2 separate regions of the Mus musculus genome follow, and region 1 is linked to region 2. The links are chromatin contacts, called in public promoter capture Hi-C maps. All regions are on one chromosome and are shown on one strand. Each heading gives the region's core, a stretch centred on a gene start, on an enhancer-like site or on the middle of the called end of the contact. The rest is flanking DNA. Distances are from core to core; before and after follow the strand shown. Region 1 holds the start of Rhot1 (ras homolog family member T1). Region 2 holds the start of Crlf3 (cytokine receptor-like factor 3).

Evidence for each region. Capture Hi-C pulls out chosen DNA fragments and counts their contacts.
Region 1: a contact with region 2 is called in a promoter capture Hi-C map of liver. The contact joins the promoter of Rhot1 here to the promoter of Crlf3 in region 2. A contact is called at or near these places in 11 of 39 promoter capture datasets (the 3T3-L1 cell line, 3T3-L1-derived adipocytes, embryonic stem cells and 5 more), 2 of 15 datasets of contacts at CTCF or cohesin (CD8 T cells and the NIH/3T3 cell line), 28 of 484 Hi-C or Micro-C datasets (CD4 T cells, Sertoli cells, Th1 cells and 14 more), 15 of 115 datasets of contacts at active chromatin or transcription factors (the HPC-7 cell line, the SCID.adh cell line, bone marrow-derived macrophages and 5 more) and 3 of 9 other capture datasets (adipose tissue, liver and pancreatic islet).

What each region holds. Positions count from the first base shown.
Region 1 is chr11:80,205,266-80,210,872 of GRCm38.p6, forward strand. It overlaps Rhot1 (ras homolog family member T1), which reads left to right and starts at 3,786. Exons shown (of 19, transcript NM_021536.8): 1 at 3,786-4,058. The coding sequence starts at 3,983.
Region 2 is chr11:80,078,573-80,083,942 of GRCm38.p6, forward strand. Crlf3 (cytokine receptor-like factor 3) reads right to left here and starts at 2,419. Exons shown (of 8, transcript NM_018776.2): 1 at 2,212-2,419. The coding sequence starts at 2,340.

The sequences.
Region 1 (5,607 bases), core at 2,536-5,035, 130 kb after region 2:
CAAAGTGCTGGCCTTGATTTGTATTCATCCATAAATATCGCCAGGTGAAATTGCTTGCTAATGAGCTGGACAGATGGCTCAGCGGTTAAAAGCACTGGCTGCTCTTCCAGAGGTCCTGAGTTCAAGTCCCAGCAACCACGTGGTGGCTCAAAACTATCTGTAATGGAATCTAATGTCCTCTTCTGGCATGCAGGAATACATGCAGATAGAGCACTCATATATAAAATAAGTAATAAATCTTTTTTTTCCATTTTTATTAGGTAAAGTAATAAATCTTAAAAAAAAAAAAAACAGCAATTGCTTGCTGTTGCTTCCTTCCTGGGGGTCTGGATTTTTGTTGTTTTATTTGAGACAATATGGACGCCAGGCTGACCTTAAACTCACAAGCCTCCAGCTTCAGCCTCTTGAGTGCTGTGATTACACACATTCAGCTTGGATTGTTATTTTACTTTATTTTACTTTATTTTATTTTATTTTATTTTATTTTATGTGTGTGGGTTCTTTTGGCTGTGTACTATGTGCATGTTCAGTGCCTTCAGAGGCCAGAAGGCACTACATCACCTGAAACTGGAGCTACAGACCACTGTGAGCAACCATGTGGATGCTGGGAGTCAAACTTGGGTCTTTGCAAGAACAGCCAGTGCTTTTAGCTGCTGATCCATCTCTCTGGCCCGTCTGCTTGGATTTTAAAGTAAGTGTTATTTACAAAGTGCTTCTTCATAGTAACATCTCTGATGTCTTCCCAGATCTTTTTCTCCTTAGATCCCTGCCTAGCAGACTTTTTCCCTTGATAAAAATGTCAAAGCTTTTAGATAGCACACATCTACAATACCATGAAGGCTTCCCTCTCCTGTGGGAGCCCTGCAAAATTTGAATTAATGCTGCTCTCAAATGCAGCGGTGCATCGAGCTCCTTGGGTCATGACCCACTACAGAGTGTGGCTTGAGGTGGCAGTTGCCCAAATGCTTGCTCTTTTTCAAAAGGCCTTTGTGATTAATGATCTGGTCTTTGTGTAACTTTTTTTTTTTTTAAAGAAAAGTTTTGGGCCTTGGAAAATGGCTTAGTGGGTAAAGAAGTAAAGACTTGAGTTCAGATTCTCAGCACCTACATAAAAAGTGCCACGTGTGTGTGCTGACGGTGGAGGGTGCAGGGGTGTAGAGACAGGCAAATCCTGAGTGGCTTGCTGGCCAGGCGGTTTAGCCGTATCAGTGAGTTCTAGCTTTAGTGAGAGACCCTCTCTCAAGCAAAACCAAGGTGGACAGTGATGGAGGAAGGCTTCTGACTTCCAATAGCATGAGAAGGGGTATGTGTTTGCATTAAACACACACACACACATGCACCACACACTAAATAAACACATCTTTTTTTTTTGGTTTTTGTTTTTCAAGAGATGGATTCTCTGTGTAGCCCTGGCTGTCCTAGAACTTGCTCTATAGATCATGCTGGTCTTAACCTCACAGAGATCTGCCAGCCCCTGTCTGTTGAGTGCTGAGATTAATGGCATGGGAGATATCCCCAGCTAAAATTCTGTATGATACATTATTCAGATACAAAGCACAATCTCTGACTTACTGTGATTTGACTATTTATTTATTATTGCTGACCTGTTTTGAGTCAAGGTCTCTTTATGTAGTCTTGGCTGGGATGGAACTATTTTTTTTTCTTTTTTAAAAACATTTTTATTTATTTTATGTATGAGTGCTCTACCTGTATATACACTTGCATGCCAGAAGAAGGCATCAGACCCTGGTATAGATGGTTGTGAAACACCATGTGGTTGCTGGGAGTTGAACTCAGGACCTTTGGAAGAGCAGGCAGTGCTCTTAACCATTGAACCATCTCTCCCAGACCCTGGAGTAGAACTCTTTTAAGAAATCAGCCTGTCTCTGCCTCCTGAGTACTGGGATTAAAGGCACCTGTCACCACTTCCAGCTATATTAAAAAAGAAATCTATAGTAGTGTCAATTGTTTCTCTATCTTTTGGCTAAAATGTATCATAGTGCCAAAGTGATAACATGGTTAATAGAATTGTATTTCACAATTTTTGATGCCTTTCTGGGCTAGTAATAGGCAGGACAGCAGCAGCAAGTGTCTCTCAGCTGTGTGATCAGGAAGATAAACTACTGTGTTATTTAAATGTGGTGCTTGGAAGGTTACTAGATTACTAGATTTCTGTTTATAGTGGGTTTATCTGGTGGTGATTCCATCAGAAAATAGTGGAACATTTAAATATTACTTCATGAGGTTGCTCCAAATATTTATGCAAGGAAGGGTCTGACATCTTCATTTGGTAGAGAAGAAACAGGCAGAGGGGCCATGAGTCCTCTAGAGTCCTGTAATCTTCTTTGCAGCTACCGTCCTAGGGACATCTCCCTGTGAACAAGAGGTGTGCCTTCACCCCCTGTTGTATCACGGAGTGGGGTTTTGTTGCTTGTTTGAGACAGGGTTTCATTGGGTAACTCAGGTTGGCTCTCAACTAGTGGTCCTGCTTCAACCTCTTGAATACTGGGATGGTTTATATCACCACACCAGCTTTCCCAGGCACTTTTTAAGAAAGGGTTTCCTTCTATTTCTGTCTGTCTGTTTTTTTGTTTGTTTGTTTGTTTTTTGAGACAGGATTTCTCTGTATAGCCCTGGCTGTCCTGGAACTCACTTTGTAGACCAGGCTGGCCTCGAACTCAGAAATCTCCTGCCTTTGCCTCCCAAGTGCTGGAATTAAAGACGTGTGCCACCACCGCCTGGTGGGCATGAAATATCTATGTGTGGATAAGAATAGCTTTGATGGCTTAATCTTCTTGCCACCACCACTTTCAGGTTTGAAATACCATGGCTCCTTAGGTCTCACCCTAAAGCCCAGGCTGGCCTCAGATTCATGGCAATCCTTCTACTTCATCTTCCCAGATGCTGGGATTACAGGCATGAGCTATCACGCCCTACTTTTTTTTTTTTTTTTTTTTTTTGGTTTTTCGAGACAGGGTTCCTCTGTGTAGCCCTGGCTGTCCTGGAACTCACTTTGTAGACCAGTCTGGCCTCGAACTCAGAAATCTGCCTGCCTCTGCCTCCCCGGTGCAGGGATCAAAGGCGTGCGCCACCATGAAAAAAAAGCCCGGTTGTCGGCCTTTTTTTTTTTTTAAGCAATTTCTTGGGCTGTGATATAGTCTCGGGTAAAAGTGCTTTCTGTTCAGGCCTGATGACCTGAGTTTGACCCCTGGATCCAAAGTGCCTCTAAGAGCTGGCTTGTGCCATAATGTCAGCCAAGTACCAATTCTTGAGGACTGTCCTCTGACCGCCACATACTCACCATGGAAGATACTCAAACGCACGTGTCATACACAAATATACAGAATAATACATTTTGAGGGGGGGAAAACAGGTGATGGGCTCTGGGGAGTGTTCACACCCTGGGAGCCAGTAACCTTGTTCAATAAAGCATTTTTGAAAGGTAAGTCCAACAGTGTGAACACAGCTGAAAACCAGGTAGGCAGGTCTCTTGCCCTCCTGGACATTATCGTTTAGTGAAGAAATCTCCGATTCACGACCAAGCTCCTGCTGCGTGACCCTGGACTCTTCTGTTCTTGTTCTGTAAAACAAGTGGGCTCTGACTGTTCTGACCAAGGAATCTGTCACTTACATCCTCTGGCAGTGTTCAGACTGTGGCAGGCAAACCTCCGGGGTTTTGCGCTACCGTCTGCCTTCCTGCAGGGGCGCTGTTCAAGATACGAGAGCGTTGAGGTTCCGAAAGCTCTTGTCCCTCGCCGCCCGCCGTCGTCCTCGCCGCCGCCGCCGCCCGCGTCCGCGGAGCCGGAGGAGGCGGAGCTGGCTTGCCCCGGCTCCCAAGCGGAGCGGTAGAGGAGGAGTCGGTGCGGCAGGTCCTGGCGGCCGAGATTCGGGCGCAGAGGCCGCTAAGGCTGGCAGGGAGCGGCGGTATCGCGGGGAGAGCGGCGCCACGGGCTGGACGCTCCCGGCGTGAGGCGTGCGCTCCATGCGTGCGGGCCGAGTGCGGCCCCTGCGAGCCTCCGACATGAAGAAAGACGTGAGGATCCTGCTGGTGGGAGAACGTGAGTCCGCGCCCTGCCCGGCCTCGCAGCCCGGGTGCCCTCTCCAAGCCTGCCAGCCCCTTTGCTCTTCCCTACCGTGGCCCTCTGCTCCTCGCAGGCCTTGTCCCCCTTCAGTCCCTAACGCCCGGTCCTCTCGCTGCGAAAGCTGTCGCCGTCGCCACCACCTCCTCGAGTTCTTTCCTCTTGGGCCTCAGCGTTTGTCGGGCCACCTCCCGTCCGACCCTCTGGTCGCCTGTCAGTCACTCATTGCCAGGCAGATGTTGGAACAGGCAGACTGAGCACTTGGGACTGCGGGAACCGGCTGGCGGGGGACACTAGGGGGAGGAGGAGTGCAGAAGTAGTCGACTTGGGAGCAAGGTCAGGTCTCTGGAATTTTTTTTTTTTTTTTTTTTCACTTGCTGCCTTCACTGCTACTGTGCATGGGCATTAAGAGAGAGCGTTGGCTTGCTTGAGTAAGTAGCTCAGTAGTAGAATTCTAGCATGCATAAAAACCTGGATTCAGTCTCCAGCACCAAGAAGAAAAAAAAGAGCTTAAGATAGCGGGATTTTTTAAAAATTAGATTTTTTTTTTTTTTTTTTTGCCGTACTTGTGTCGAACAAACTCCTTCAAGTTAATAATATGAGTATTGAGTGAACGATACTTAACTAGGGAGGGATCTTTAGATGGGGCGATTGTTACCCTAAAAGTCTTAATTTTCGCTCCTTGTTAGACATTCCATAGTTCTGTAGTAGTTCTTTTAATAAGAGCAGGCATATAGGGCTTCCGAACAGGCACATGTTCCCATGCTCTTTAAAGATAGATCTCACTTTTTTCCTGGTAAAGAAGACAAAACAACAAAAACAACGCTTTTGCTGGCTGATAGGAATGCAGTATAGAGCAGGGATTTCTGATCTTACTGCGAGGTACATGACTTAATCATGGCAACTAAGTTAAAAAGAGGGGTTCATTAGTTCATGTTTTGCCATTGCTGATTTGAAGCATTCTATTATAAACCACTCAATTATATCTTTAAGTAGCCTCTCTAGGTCGCTGTGATACATTCCTAAGGAGGAAAGTGTACATATTAAGAAAAAAAAAACAATTTTGGGGGGGTGGGGTAGGGTGTGCTCTTAGGGCCCAGACAGAGCAAGTCAGATCCCTCGGAGCTAGAGTTACAGGTGGTTTGAGCCACCAGACTTGGGTTTTCTGCTTTTAACCACTGCAGCCCCAAGTCTGCTGGCCTCAGAAAGGGGCGGGAGGGGAGGAAACGACTGTGGACTGTTGATCCGTGTAGCTGTAGCAGCTTTTGGGAGAACTCTAGTCAAAATTGGGAACTAAGCTCCCGTGAAGCATAGTTTGCTTTTTTATTTTCAGTTATGGGTTTTTGGCCTTATTTATAATGGTATCTTACTCTTTCTTTTGCATCAAGTTCTCTAACAGTAAAGGAAGACATTATTTAAGGCATGGTTGGTGCTGATACATTTGGGGGAAAATTAGGGAAAGTGAGCAGGTGACCCCTTAATTGTATTTTCTAAAAGTCTAATGCTTTTTAAAACTCAATTTGTAAAA
Region 2 (5,370 bases), core at 1,169-3,668:
AAACTTAACTGTTCAAGAGGTAGTGAGTGCAGTTTCCCAGTAAGTCTAAAGCACTGGATTCCATCACCAACACAATGGATAAAGAAATAATAAGTAAATGTAAAATGAAAGAATATAAGTTTAACTTTCCTTTTCAGGGCTGTAGATCGATTAGGCAAGTATCACGGAGCCATAATCATACATCTAGGTTTGGCAAATGAACATCTAACTATCTAGGGTGGGAATCACTCAAAAACTGCACTCAACACACACACAAGACATTAATAAGTACTACACCCAGTGCTTACCTCATTCTTCTAGTGCCAACCCTAATGCCTCTTAATTGCTGAGGGAGCTGAACAACAGCCATGCTCGTGTGTAAGATATATGAACTGGCTGACACATTAGTCATTTATTACAGGGTACTTTAGCCAAGAATGGTGGAAACATGCCTGTTATCCCAGTACTCCAGAGGCTGAGGCTGGAGGATTTCCAGCTGTTGCCAGCCTTGGTTGGCTACATGGTGAGTCCCAGGATAGCCTTGGCTACTTAGCAAGATCTTGTTTGTTTGTTTGTTTTAAAAAAAAAGGAGATGGCTCAGTGGTTAAGGGCACTGATTGCTCTTCCAGAGGTTTTGAGTTCAATTCCCAACAACCACATGGTGGCTCACAACCATCTGTAATGGGATCTGATGCCCTCTTTTGGTGTGTCTGAAGATATCAACAGTGTGCTCATATATAAAAAAATAAATAAATTTAAAAGAAAAAAAAAAACCTGAGTGGTGGAGGCTAGCAAATATTTGAGTTCAAGGCCAGCCTCGTCTACAAAGCAAGTTCCAGGACGGTCAGAGCTACACAGAGAAACCCTGTTTCAAAAAAAATAAATGAATAATTAAAAAATTAAAATTTAAAAATGTTCGAGGGGGTGGTGTGGGAGGTGACTAAGATAAAATACACTGTATGCATACATGAAATTCACAGACTAAGCAGTACTATATAAAAGAGGGTATTTTAAACCTTTTTTTTTTAAATCCTAGATTTTCAACATTTATTTCAAAATAGCAGAAGGAATAATGCAGATTCTTTCCAAAGGAAATCCAGATGTCTGCATTGGAAGACCTTGAAAGTATTCACCAAATCAGGTTTAAATCATAAGTCGTATCTGGATTCTGATCCTAGTTCTAGCTCAACTGTTGATGCCTGGCCTACACCAGCTCTAGAGAGGTTTAAATTATTAGCAATGACAATATTCGAAGATTATCGCAGCACTACTTCACCATTTTCTGCTTCGGCACAGCAGCACTGGAGTTACCAGTGTGACGGTACCCTACAAAACTAGGCCTAGAGAAATTCTAATGAATTTCCATTTCCTCAAAAAGCATTAACTAAAGCACTTAATAGTAATGTGAGGATTATCTATCTTATCTAGCATTAGCAGGGGCTTATATCTTTTTCTGTATACCTTTGAGAGTGGAGAGGAGCCATGTGGCTTTCCGCTATCTCTGTTCGACCTTTCCTTGTGGAGAGATAACTGCAGTACTTGAAAGTGTATTTAGCCTCTTCTATTACCAGTCCTCTCTTAAAATCTGTTTTTCCATTTCCCTTCACCTTTGTATACCCTCCCTGAAACATCTTGTTTTGCTCCTTCTGCCCTTCAACATCCTTCACCTTCAGTTCTAGCCTGTCTAGAGATTACTCTAAAAGGTTGTTCAAGGCGTTCGGGATCTTGTGAGATGTTCAAATAACAACCCCCCCCCCCCCCCGTCCCCATTCATTCGGCATTAAGGTCACTGCTGCTCAACCTCTCCATTTCTCCTTACTTCTTCCCTCTCCCTCTACTTCGTCTCCACCTTTACTGTCCCCAGGTCAGTGCCCTCAGGCTTTCTAAACCGAGTTATCTGTCGCAGGTTTCCCCTGACTATGCCCTCTTCCTCCCAACTCTCTTTTCCGATCTTCACTCTGCGATCCCTCGGGTTTTGCTCCCGTGGTTCATCCTCGGACACCACCCCTACGCTCACCAAGTGCCCCGCGAGGCGGCTCAGGAGCGCTCCCCAAACTCTTTCTCAGTCCGCCAAACTTATCTTTCCCTTGAAGAACTCTGCAGGACCCACCTCCCCATGTCACGTCTCCCACAGGTCTGCGACCCACTTCCTCTGCTGAGCCTCGGGGCGCCCCCGCCGCGCGCGCCCACCCTCCGGCCCGCGCCCTCTAAGGCCCGCAGCGGCCCTCCGACCTGCCTCTGCGCCTCCCGCAGCCCCTGCAGCCGCTGGCCCAGCTCCCGCCGGTAGCTCTGCGCCGCCTCCACGTTCTCGCGGGCTTCCTGAAGCAGCACCTCGGGCTCCGGCTCCATCGCGCCCTTCATCTGGTCGCGCGGCCCGCCGGATTCCCGACTGCGCCTAGCTCCCGCGAGCGACCCCGAGCGGCCTCGCGCAGCGGAAGCGCCGCCCCGCCCTGCCCTGTCCTTCACGCCCCGCCCCCGCTGCCGCTTGATTGACAGACGCCGGGGGGTGGGGGTGGGGGGGACACAGGCACTAATGGCGCCTTGGTCTGAGTGAGTGAAACCTGCTGCGCCGTCTGCTCAGCTCCTCCTCCGGCCTCTTTGCTGCGCCCGCCTGGACACTTCCTCAGGAAACAAGTGGAGGCTAGAGTAGAAACACGTGAACACGTCTCTAAGTGCTTCCCACTTCTTATCTTACTGCACTACTTATCTGCCCTGCACAGTGGAGGAAGTGGAGGGACACAGAGGGGGGATCTACTCTCCTAAACTCAGTGCATGATCTCCAGGGCCGAGGCTACAGCTCTGGGCCTTAAATCGTCGCTGTACTACCTTCCTAGTAAATGCCAGCTGAGGCGGGAATTTTGGGAGGATACTTGACCCAGGCGCCACTACCTAGATACTCTTAGGAGGGAGGTGAAAGAGAGAGAGAGGCCCAAGTGATGACCAGCTGTACAGCAATCTTGGCAGAAGGCCAAGGCGAATGATGGCACGTTTTCTTCGGTAAGGGCCTCCCGATAAATATCTGCTGGCATGTGATAAAGTGTATGTTTCGCTGTATTAAGTAAATGGGTGTGACCATGTATAGTAAAAACAAGAGGAGCCGCTTGCTCCTGTGTTTCAGCCCTAAGAGAGGCCGGGGAAGGAGGGTTGCTTGGAATGGGGAGCAAAAAAGGCAGATTGGACAACAAGGATGTAAAAATAAACCTTTCAATACAGAATTTTAGATATGGCATAATAACTTTCACGTGTCACAACATGGTCTTTGTAATTTTCCCCCCAAACTATTAAAACGGTAAAAAGTGATCTGCTGAAAAGCCACACTAAAACTGGTTGGATTTGAGTCCTTAAATGAGCCATAAGCCCAAGGTGTGTAAATTGTCCTCAGCAGGATCAGACACGGTACAGGATTGTCTCAGGATTATGCAATGGATCTGTATTAGAGGCCAGATCGAAGATGTTCCAGGTCAGACTGTTCTTCCCACATGGGCGAAACATAGGGGCATACCCTCTACTCCCAGCTCTTGGGAAGATCTGGAACTCAGAACAGTTATCTGGTTGTTACGTAGTGAGTCTGGGAGAAACGTGAGTGATATAAAACACTGTCTGGAAAAAAAAAAAAGACACTTTCAAAAGTAGGGAGGGGGAGTTCCAGGCCAGCCTGGTCTATAAATAAATAAATAAATAAATAAAGTGGGGAGGGGAAGGAAGAGAGGAGAAGAAGAAATAAAAGAATACTTGAAAATAAGGAAAACAGCTGGGCAGTGGTGACAAACCCCTTTAGTCCCAGCCAGTGACAGGTAAATCTTTTGAGTTTGAGGCCTAAAGACTGAGTTCCACAATGGCCAGGGCTACACAGAGAAACCGTAATCTTCAAACAAACAAACAAACAAAAAATGAATAAATAAAATAAGAAAGTAAAGAAAATAGAAGGAAGCCCTTTTGAAAGAAAAATGGAGAGAGTGGCCAGAAGAGCTGTTTTTATCCTAAAGATAACATAGCCTAATACTTAGTAAATAGTTGGTATCTGCTAAATGAATTAAGGCATTAACCATGCGAGTAGAAAACAGTAGGACAAAGTAGGAAAGACAAACTTAAGGATAGGAGTAGGAGGAGAGTCTAATAAATATATGGACAAGAGTTGCTGAAAAGATAGAACAGAATACTATATTTGCAGGTAAAGTTTGGAAGGAACTACAGAGATGCCTCAGTGGTTAAGAGCTTTGATTGTTCCTCCTGGGGAGCCAGGTTAGATTCCCAGCACTGACATGGTAACTCAGGACTGTCTCTGATTCCAGTCATGGGGAATCTGACCGTCTTTTCTGGCTTTTGAGAGTACCAGGCATACACATAGTGCACATACATACATGCAGGCAAAACACTCATAAAATAAAATAAAAATCATGTTTTGGGGCTGGAGAAATGGCTCAGCGGTTAAGAGCACTGACTGCTCTTCCAGAGGTCCTGAGTTCAATTCCCAGCAACCATATGGTGGCTCACAACCATCTGTAATGGGATCTGATTCCCTCTTCTGGTGTGTCTGAAAAACAGCAACAGTGTACTCACAAAAATAAAATAAATAAATCTTTAAGAAAAAAAAATCATGTTTTAATGATCAAGGGCCAGCCAGGCAGTAAGGGTACATGTCCTTGATCCCATCACTCAGGAGGCAGAGGCAAGTGGATTTCTCAGGTTCAAGGCCAGCCTGGTCTACAGAGAGAATCTTGGGGGGGGGGGGGAGCAAGGGCCTCAGAGTGCAGGATAAGCACTACCTTAGCCAGGCATGTTGACATAAGCCTGTGATGCCAGCACTCAGAACACTGCTGAAGTAGCAGGCTCCATTGAGGCCAGCCTGGGCTACATATATAGCATGCTAGGCCAGTCTGAACTACCCACTAAGATCATATTTCAAACAGCCAAGAGTTATGCTACTAATGTAGCTCAGAGGTAGAGTGTTTGCTTAGTGTCTTAACTACTGTTCTATTGCCATAGAGACATCACGACTAAGGCAACTCTTATAAAAGAAAGCATTTAACTGAGGGCCTCCTTATACTTTCAGAGGGTTAGTCCATGATCATCATGGCAGGGAACTGTGGCAACAGGGAGGCTGGCATAGCACTGGGACAGTTGCTGAGAACTCATATCTGGTCCATAAATTGCAGGCAGAGAGTGAGACTGGGCCTGGAGTGAGCTTTTGAAATTACAAAGCCCTCCCCTTTGTGACGCACCTCCTCTAACAAGGCCACACCTCCTAATCCTTCCCAAATAGTCCACAAACTAGAAAGTAAACCCTGAAATATCTGAGCCTATGGGGGCCATTCTTATTCAAACCACCACACCTAGTATGTCCAAGGCTCTAGGTTCAGTGTCTAGCCCCTGCAAATACAAACACAGAAG